Linked DNA regions of Arachis hypogaea: region 1 is linked to region 2. Evidence: chromatin contacts called from public Hi-C data. All regions are on one chromosome and are shown on one strand. The core of a region is the stretch at or near the end of the contact, and the rest is flanking DNA. Distances in the headings are between cores, read along the strand shown.

Region 1 (5,500 bases), core at 719-3,218, 420 kb after region 2:
ATGTAAATATGAATAATTATAATTTTTATTACGTAATTATATATATTACTTTTATAATTGACAATATATTAAAAATAAATTCGTAATAGAATGTATACAAGTTGTTTCAATAGTTGTGTCTTTTGAGTATTAAGAAGTTAAATTTGGGTATGAAAATCACATGAGAATTTTATTAAAATGATAAAATTGGTACCGAGATAAAGTAACTAATAAATTCCGTTGTTAAACTGTAATACATTCTTCTTTTTTACCTATGAAACACGGATACCTTGCTGAATTGCCGTGTTTGCGTGTCGGATATATTTCGAACACAATACTCACCAACACTTGTCTGACACGCGTGTCTGTTGTGTCCAAACCGTATCTCAATAAAAAATAAAAAAATTTTCTCCGGACACACCTAAATACCATCACGTGTCAGTGTGTCTGATTTTATTCTTAATATATATTTTTGAAATAATTTTAGATATAGTATATATTATTATTTATTAAAACAAAAAAATTTTAAATACTTGATATAATTAAAATAAGACATTAAAAATAATTTAAAAAATTAATTTATATTTTAATATCAATAAAATATTAAAATATCATTATAGTTTATCTAAAAAATACTTTATATTTTACATGTATGCGTGTCACTGTGTCATGTAAGATTTTAAAATTCGCGTGTCGGCGTATTCCGTGTCGTGTTGTGTTTTGTGTCTGTGTCAGTATCGATGCATCATAGTTTTTTACTAATTTACCAATATATTTAGTAGCTATTTATGCTTCGTTTTATTTGATAAAATTTTTATTTCGAATTTTAGCTTAAAAAAATCCTCATTAAAAGAGGTAGTTACAGTTTGTCTAAAGAGACTTATAGACAAATAATTGAATAATCGAAAACAGATTGTGATTGGTTGACACTTGTCAGAAGGTGGCAGGTTTCTGTGCCACCATGCAGCTCATGTTGTGTTGGAAGTAAGTCTGTATAAGATTCAAGATTGTAACTGCTAATAACTGATGCTAATAGAAATAGTTATAATCCCTGTGTGGTTGTTTTTCTGTTTCTAAAATGGTTGTAGTCATCACTGTTTTCCTCCACCCTTTTCCTATTTCCTTGGATGGTGTATTCACCTATCCAAACCAGATGTAGCACTACCATGTGCTTCCATGTTCTATCCAAATGAACTTGCTTGTTTGTTTGAAAGATATTGTTGCCTCAACTAAATGCGAGTTTGATCAATTGAAATAGTATGAGAAACAAATTTTGTATTTTAGTAATCAGAGTTATTTTTCACTAATTATGGTTTAGGGTTTATAAAATTGAGTTTTTTATTAGAAATAGAGTGAAATTAATCTTTTTGGTTATTGATAACAATGCAGAAAATGATAAGGGAATAAGTATTTTTGTTTTATTTTTTATTTTTTTAATTTTTTTTTATTTTTTGAAACAATACTACATGTCTATCAAAATTTATTATTTCTAGCCAACACTTTATACTTTAAATACTAAATTCGAAAGCATAAATCTTAATAGTATTGAAATAATATTGGCTAAAAATGTTGTCTAATATTAATAAAAAAATTTAATTTTGATGCATTGTTCATCTAAAGTAATTATACATGTGCATTCGATTACGTAAAAATAGCTACTTTTTTCATTAACCGCATAACATGAATGATGGTTTAAAAGAACGGATATAATTGGATGACGATGTAAAAAATTTTACACTTCCAGTTGATCAAAATTAAACTCTTAATAAAAAGTGTTCACCCCTTAATATTTTTCATAATATATATATATATATTTTTTTTGGTTTACCAAACGGTATCCCCCAACCCGACAGGTTAAGGACTAATCCGTCGCGAATCTGAGTTTCATTTAAGGGTCTGCCGTTGGCCAATGGGTTGCTACATGCACAAGGCGGGGTTCGAACTCTTCTCATAATATTTTTTATACTCTAGGTTTGTTCCTTTTTTTTTATTTCTTTCCTTTCTATTTTTGGTATTGAATTTTTGTTCTTTCTTTTTTTGGTCAGATTTTTTTTTTGGTTTTGATTTTGGTTTCTACTTTTCTTTCTACAATGCCATTTGAGGCCCAAATTGGGCCTAATTTACTGATTTTGGAAGATTCGGCGCAAATTACATGAGGGCCCAAGAAGCCCACTAAACCGTTATCCGCCTATGTAGGAAACCAGGAAAGTGTGTGTGTGCTGTCTCTTCCGCCAAGAAGCCAGCAACCATGCCTGCAACTCCATTTTCGTGCTCGTACCTCATCCTTCAGCCACGCTTCAACTCCTACTTCAACCCTCTCTTCCGTTCCTTCACCTACCAGCTCTCTACTTCACCGCTCTCCTTCAATGGAATCAAGTTCACCGCCGCCAGAGTCCACTCTTCACTCTCGCCGGCGGCGGAGACCGACTCTCAGAGCGGCGGTGGCGGAAGATCTGGAGCTTTATCTCCCGGTCCTATAGTCGCTGGAGAGGTGCAGAGGATCGACGTGAACCCTCCCAAGGGGACGCGTGATTTCCCGCCTGAGGAAATGCGCTTGCGCAACTGGCTCTTCAACAATTTCAAAGAGGTTTTATTTGATTTTTCACTTGAATTTACTTGAAAAGCTTCAATACTACTTTATGCATATGCCTGTTTATGATTCGATTTGGTTCTAGTGTTTAGCTTCAGATTATGGAATTTATCTATTTGGATGGATTAGGTTTCGCGTTTATATGGATTTGAGGAGGTTGATTTTCCTGTGCTTGAGAATGAGGCATTGTTCACTAGGAAAGCAGGGGAGGAGATTAAGGACCAGGTAACTCTTTTGCTTTAGGTATGTGTCAGTGTCTCCGTATGGTGCTCTGGATTGTACTTTGACGGAAATTGCACTGAAGCAGCATGCTTGTAGTGTGGTTAGGAAATAGGAAATCATAAATTACAAATTAAAATAGAAGAGAAGGAAAGTGCAACGACGAGTTTTGGAGGAATATGAAAATGTAATCTATACATTTTCGTTTGTGCAGCTTTATTGTTTCGAAGACCGGGGTAATCGTCGTGTTGCACTGAGGCCAGAACTTACTCCTTCTTTGGCAAGGCTGGTGATACAGAAAGGGTAAATTTTAATTTTGATATTTTAATTTGACCGGTATAGCTATAGTGGATTTTGCATGTGGATGTCAAATTCTCATCCTTATGTTAGTGTTTTTTCTTCCCAGCAAGTCTGTACCACTGCCATTGAAGTGGTTCACTGTTGGACAATGTTGGCGGTATGAGAGAATGACAAGGGGGCGCCGTCGTGAGCATTACCAGTGGAATATGGACATCATTGGTGTTCCTGGTGTTATGGTATGTGCTAAATGTTACACACACTTGAGCATGGAACTCAGTCTGATTCAGCAGGAACTCAGTCTGATTCAGCAGGAACTATTTCATCATATAATGAAACTGTCTGAATGTTCCTTGTAATAAAGTCATGAGCTTTTTGTTTTCTTGGTTATTTATATTGTCTATTAGACATGGCTTGGTGGATGTTCATGCTTGGTTCTCATTTGTGTACCTTATACTTTTGAATTACTGTGCTGACAATATTGTTGAATGCATTGAATTGTGATAGTTTTAATATGCTTTTTTGTCAGCTTTTTTTTTTAATATATATTGTAGGCTGAAGCAGAGCTTATATCGTCTATCGTCACTTTATTCAAGCGAATAGGAATTAAAGAATCCGATGTTGGGTTTAAAGTTTCCAGCCGAAAGGTTCAAAGTTTTACTTTTCCCATATATTGATGATCTACCTATTTTTCCTTTCGTATTTCTACTTGTGCTGCACTTCTTCTTCTTTGATCTACCTATTTTTCCTTTCGTATTTCTACTTGTGCTGCACTTCTCCTTTAATATCTTACAGATTTGTAGGTAGTTGCAGTCTTCAATAAGAAGTTTTTGGTTCTTATGTTCTTACATATTCATGTGATTCTAGGTGTTGTCTCGGTTTCGCGGTCGTCTTACACTGTTATTTATTTCCATGCTTTCCAGGTTCTACAGGAAGTATTGAAGTGTTATTCCATACCTGAAAGTTTATTTGGCAAGGTCTGCGTCATTATTGACAAAGTGAGTTGTACAACTCTTTGCTATTTTTGCATGATTTTATTTTTTCAATTGATGGTGGTTGAAGATATAATGGCTTGTCTTTGTTATACTTTGTAAATGTCAAGCAACATAATGTTATATTAGTTGGAATAATGATATGGGGATGCTTATGATTCACCCTTATCTAAGAATAAGTTCAATATGCAAATGATGATTCCAATGGCTTAAGTCAACACCAACAAAACCAAATCTACAGCAATGCCTTATTTTTATCTTCTTTTTATTTATTTATTCATTTATTTACTTCTATCTTCTAGGTGGCCCACCAGTCAATTTTTTTGTTTCGGCAACCTGTGTTGCATAAACTATGTTTTCAGAATGTAAAGTAAGAAAAGCTATGCCTGTGCTGATTGCCTCTATCAAAGAGTTGCGACATGATTTATCTTTTAACTCCTAGTCTCAAGAAGCACAATGGCTCACTCTATTATAGGCCATCTATCATGAGAGTCACAAACAGACTAATTTAAAGATATTCATCCTGACAATAAAACCATGAGAAGAGAAAGAGAGAAAAAAGCAAATAATGTAACTTAGCATATATATGCATGTGTGGGTGTAAATTAATATACCACTCCCCCAATATCATTCCAAAGTTGTAAATAAGATTTGAATGAAGTCATTCATAATAACATTCTTGGATTCCCTTGAATGTTGAATTTATTATATTGTGATGCTTAAAGTGTCATCAATTGGGAATTTTGTGTCTAGGCTTCTGATCGTGTCTGCATCCTCTGCTCTGCTCTTCTATCTCTCTCTGATCCATATGCTTTTATCTACTTCTAATTCACCTGTCTTTGGGGTGACAGAAGTTTCATATTCTGGCATTTTGCCTTGCCAACTTGTTTATAATTTGAAATAAATTCACTGCTTTTTATTTTTTATAGATCGAGAAAATTCCAGTTGATGAGGTAAAGAAAGAGTTGATGGCTGCTGGTGTATCACAAGAGGCTGTCGAGGAGCTTTTGCAAGTCCTTTCTGTAAAGTCATTGACAGGGTTAGAAGGTTCAACTTCTACAGTTAATTTGTTCTAACACTTTTTAATAGTTTGTGAAATTTCCTGGAAATTATATGTTTCTAGTCAATGAAATTTTATGTTCAATATATCATTTGGAAGCACAATGATTCATTTTCTAGCTTATGGCATATGCTTAATTCAAAAAAGTTTTTGTTCTTGGAGAATATATTTCATTGGTTTCTTTTTCTTGAAGCCTATCTATGGATCCAAAAGGTTCACTGATATGAAACCTAAATTTTGCTGTGCTCAGAGAAGCTTGGAAGCAGTGGGAAAGCAATTGCTGACCTGAAACAGTTGTTTTCACTTGCTGAAAAATTTGGTTACTCTGAATGGATTCAATTTGATGCATCAGTTGTTCGAGGC
Region 2 (4,921 bases), core at 1,304-3,803:
TTCCTTAACGTTGAATGTTGGTTGATCTTTCAATCATGCTTGTTCATTCAAGTTGTTTGTTGGTTTGTCTTTCATGTCGTTTGTTGGTTTGTCATTCATCAAAACCTATGAATACAAACTTCACATACAAGCAACATGATTTACACGAGTTTGTTAATTTTAGAGGAAAAATTTTATTTTAATTGTAATAAAAGAATATCTCGTGATATATTTTAGTTTGTCAAATTAGTAATATATAATATAAATTATAAGTTATATATAGAGTAGGAAAGATAAAGAGAAATAAAGAAGGGAAGAGATGTAGATAAGAGGATGGAGGAAAAAACTTTATTAATATTGGAGGAAAATATTTTATCTCATTAATATAGTTATATTAAATTTTAATATTTTAATTTTAATTACAATTAGAGAATATTATATTGTATATTTTGATTGTCAAATTTGTAATTAGTCATTGATAATGATATATAAAAAAGATAGAATGAATGAAGAAATAATGAGATAAATAAAAAAAAAAGAGAAAGAGAAAGAAAAAAAATTTTAATTTTAATTTCAATTAAAAAAAGTGGCATGTAATATATTTTGTTTATATATATATATATATATATATATATATATATATATATATATATATAATTCGAATATATTTTTAAATTATATTTTACTCACATCATCTTATATTATTCATCATCTCAACGAGTGTTAGAATAAGAAATTTTGTAAGAAAGAACTAAATTACATACAAAATTAAATAAATTAAAGTGTAATAAAAATTAACAAAATATAATTTACATTATAAAAGTCTTCAATAACATATCTTAAGATTTTAATACTTTTAAATTTGATCCGCTATAAAAATCATCGGTCATTAAAATTTTAATAAAGTAATATTTTTTTTAATATATGCAATTATATAATCTGTGAAAAGTTGTCTTTAGATTTTTTCAAAATTTTGTTTAAATAATTTTTATAACTGAAAAAGTACATTCAAAATTGTTGCTATTATCGAAGGAAAATAAAAAATTTAAATATTTTTATAGGGAGTTTATATATAGTAATATATGAAAAAATAAAATTTATTTAAAAATTAAAATTTATTTTATTTAGGATATCTTAATCTTTAAATAGACTAGCGTATTATTTTTAGATTCAATTACTATGTCAGTCCTTGTAGTTTTATCAAATTTATAACAAGGTCTATATAATTTAAAGTTTACAATTAAATTTTTATATTGATTTAAATTTTGTAACTAGTAGATTCTAATCACAGTAAATGTTAAGTGTGACCTAAAACCACCATTCCCTCCTCCCTCCCCCCTCATCTTTCTTTTTTGTCTTTATCTCTTTTTTTTTACCTGGTCATCGATAAATAGTTGTTAGTTAATTTAACTTTGGTGAATCGTGATAAATATTATTGGCGTCCCCAAGTCATCGATAAAACTAAAATAATATTACCAGTACTCATGGCCGTTGATAAATTAAGGCGTGGACAAATTAGTGAATTTTATTTTATTGAAGGCGACGCCATCAATGTAATCAAACGCTGTGAAAAGGGTTTAGAATTACAATAAGTCATTATGTATCATATTAATCAATACTAAAGTAGACAAATTAATAACATAATTAAAAATTTAAATAATACGAACCATCTTTTTCTTTGTCACCCTATAAGTAGTTGATCCTCCCGTGTGCATGGATCCACCAATCTCGGAAGCTCTACTGCCTCGTGCCTTAGTCCAGGTCACCCATAATTATTTGAGTTTGAATACTCCTTTAGTCGGGTGAGAATATCGTCTGGGATTCAGTCTACAAGAGTACCGTTGTTGCAAATGTTTGATAGCATCTCCCGGAGACACTTGGTATCTTTTACCCGCCAGGCATTGTAAATCTTCTACTCTTCTCTCGGGACAAGCTCAAAGTGGTACTGCAATACCAAAAACAAGAGAAAGAAACAAGTTTGTAATCTGAAATTAAAAAAAAAACTAATTACCTTAAATAGTCGCCACAAAAGATTGTGAATTTCATCTGAAGCCATGATAAGTATGAATTAAACCACTTATAGTGGATCTTGAAAACCCAAGTAATATGTTCCATCCTAGGTCTCGAAAGGTCCTAACTATGATCAACCAAGTTAGACATTACTATATATGCATGTTCTACATAAGTTAATTGAAGACGTAAATACCAACCAACTCCATCTTATACCAACCTCAGATTAGCAGGCTGCATAGATGTGACACCTTCTTTGTTGCTGTGGCTATGGCCGTGGCCAAGTCTGAGCCTAAGACTGTGGCTAAAACAATGGTTGTGTTTAATTCTATGTATGTGGCTATGGCTGGGGTTGAGGCTATGGTTGTGCTGAGACCATGGCTGTGACTGAGATTGTGGCTGAGGCTGAGGATGTATATATGGTTATGGCTGTGTTTGAAAGCCACTCATATCAAAAGATAGACCTAGAGTCAGGATCATGCTGATAGGGTCTAACCCCTATAACAGCTGTGACTACAACCTGGGTGACAAGGTCGGTGCAAAAATCACAAGAGCGGTAGTAGTCGTGGTGGTAGTAGGTTGGGTGCATGTTGACGATGCACCTAAATCAAGTGGGATGGGCATCCCTTATGGCAATACCCCTCCCATCATCACGTCATCCTCGTATTGCTATCTCGTGCCATATCACCTAAACCAAGTATGAGTAAAAGAAGTTGGATACATATTGTTATAATAAGACACTCAAAATAACAATAAATTGATAAAATAAAACACATGGTAAATATATAATAAACATATTTACTTGGATTCATTAGAAGACAGAGAGGTAAAATTATCATCACTGTCACCATCCTCATATTCCTTAATTACCTTATGATTTCATTGACTTTAAAACAATTTAGGAGAATCTGTAGGTGAGCTATGTTCACTTCTGTGAAGTTCAACCACCAATTTTTTTTCCTTCACCCAAGTGTGCCAACTTGATTGAAGATAGACACCATTGGCTCAAACGAACCTTCATCATCGGGATCATTACGACCTACTCTTGTGCGACTAGATTTCACGAGAGGTTCAAAGTAGTAAAAACAGAAGTAGGTAGTTTCTTTCAACATGTACGCCTCACATGTAGAACCCTTCTACCCGACTCTATTCTTGAATGACCTCTTATAAACACCAACTTGACACTCAAAGGGATACATCCATCGATACTGTACCGAGTCACATGCATGTGATTCGTATGCCATGTGAATAGGGAGATGTTCTATGACGTTAAAAAAGCCAGTAGATAAGATTCTCTCTAGCTTACAAAGGATGATTGGAATGTTGTGCTCTACTACACAAAGATTTTCTACAGATAGAGAGAGAACACAAATCTCTAAAACCTTGACTAAGCTTTGTTAATAGCTTCCAAACTTGATCAGAAAACTCTCTCAAGGCCACCAGGAGTAGGCATTCCATGAAAGCATGACAATTACAACTTTTTTCGTGCCATGAAGTCTTTGATGAGTGACATTAAAACACCTGCTAAGGTTGAAGGCATAACCATTAAGAAGCCTCACCTCTTATAACCACCGACACGTGTTTAATTTTGTTCTAAAGTTAAAAACATAACACTCTTTTGGCTTAGCCTATCTACCATCCCCATTAACATAAGATTTTGTCCTGGCCTTCTAAGCCTAGCCTAGCTTTGGGGTTATCTTAGGTTCTATGACTATCCATTACTGTGTAGATGACATTGTTGAACACGTTCTTCTTGATATGCATCACATCGAGAAAATAACGGACATGAAGATCCTTCCAATACAGTAAGTTCTAAAATATACTCTTCTTAGTCTAGTTATGTTCGTTATCATAACCAAAAAATTGTAACTAATGGCCTGTGTCAACTACTCTGGGATAACCCTTTAACCACAACTCTTCACCACTCAATCTGACAGGAGGCTCCTCATGTCCCTCAATATTCTTCCTAAATGTAGTTTGATTGTGTATGTAGAAATAATTCTCAAATAAAAACCTTCCGTGACAATCAAATCAAGATTTTTTTTCCAACGTACTTAAGTTGAGAAGCCTTAATGTCCTCCATGCAAATTGGATAGGATAACTTTCCTGTGCCATCTAATTGGACAACATCCAATAACCAGAAAAATTTTAATTGTCCAAATTAAGGTGGCTTAAGTGTAAAGTTGACTTTAGATGACACATCATAAGTTAAAATCTAAGATATCACAACTGGTTCAATTCATCAACGATGGGTGGAAGATATACATCTATTTTGACTTTCAGATTATCTAGGTCGAGAATAACACAAGTTAAGAGCAAATAAGGATCTTTCATATACATATTAGGCAAAAGATTGTAAGAGAAAAAATGACAGGCCAACATAAATAATGGATACTAAAGTGGATGTTAGGGACAAATCCATCAAAACAAAGACCAAGCCTGATATTTCTAGGTTCGGCTGCAAAATGTGGGTGTTATTTTTATCAAATTGAAAACATTCTTCCTTATGAAAAGGATAGGTTATGAGATTATCTGTTTGGAGGTTGTTGAAATGCCACCTCAGGTGAGTAGAAGACTCATTGAAGTGTGCAACTATTGGAGCCTAAGGATTAGGGTTAAATAACGCATTCACTTGTATGGAACTTTCTTAGTATATTTACCGGGACAAATCTCGGCAAATAAAAAAACTTACACTCAGTTTGCTCTTCATCATCCTTGTAATGTATCATACAGTTGTTAAAGCAACAATATATTTTAACAGCCTTTGACCCCAATTACGAAAAACCTTCTTGGCTCCGTAATAGTTCTTGGGAATATCACTCGGATCCTCTACAACTTTCCTAACTAACATAATCACTTGGTCGCAAGAGTATAATGAGTGATTATTCTCAAATTTAGTTCCTAACATTCTAGTAGCAATTGATAGTTGTGA

What was found. Hi-C and Micro-C count contacts between places; a contact is called where the count stands out from the background.
Region 1: a Hi-C map of leaf shows a contact between it and region 2, with 2.7 times the contacts expected there. The contact joins the promoter of LOC112696556 here to the enhancer-like site in region 2. A contact is called at or near these places in 2 of 8 Hi-C or Micro-C datasets (leaf and an unstated tissue).

What each region holds. Positions count from the first base shown.
Region 1 is chr6:39,248,042-39,253,541 of arahy.Tifrunner.gnm2.J5K5, forward strand. It overlaps LOC112696556 (histidine--tRNA ligase, chloroplastic/mitochondrial), which reads left to right and starts at 1,969. Exons shown (of 11, transcript XM_025749364.3): 1 at 1,969-2,566; 2 at 2,699-2,794; 3 at 3,003-3,091; 4 at 3,195-3,324; 5 at 3,640-3,732; 6 at 4,009-4,083; 7 at 5,007-5,124; 8 at 5,388-5,500. The coding sequence starts at 2,228.
Region 2 is chr6:38,832,043-38,836,963 of arahy.Tifrunner.gnm2.J5K5, forward strand. No RefSeq gene overlaps it. Among protein-coding and RNA genes, the nearest start is that of LOC112696553, 20 kb to the right of the region's middle. Within about 2 kb of position 2,554, at least 1 of the 3 cell types and tissues checked has open chromatin away from gene starts, as enhancers often do.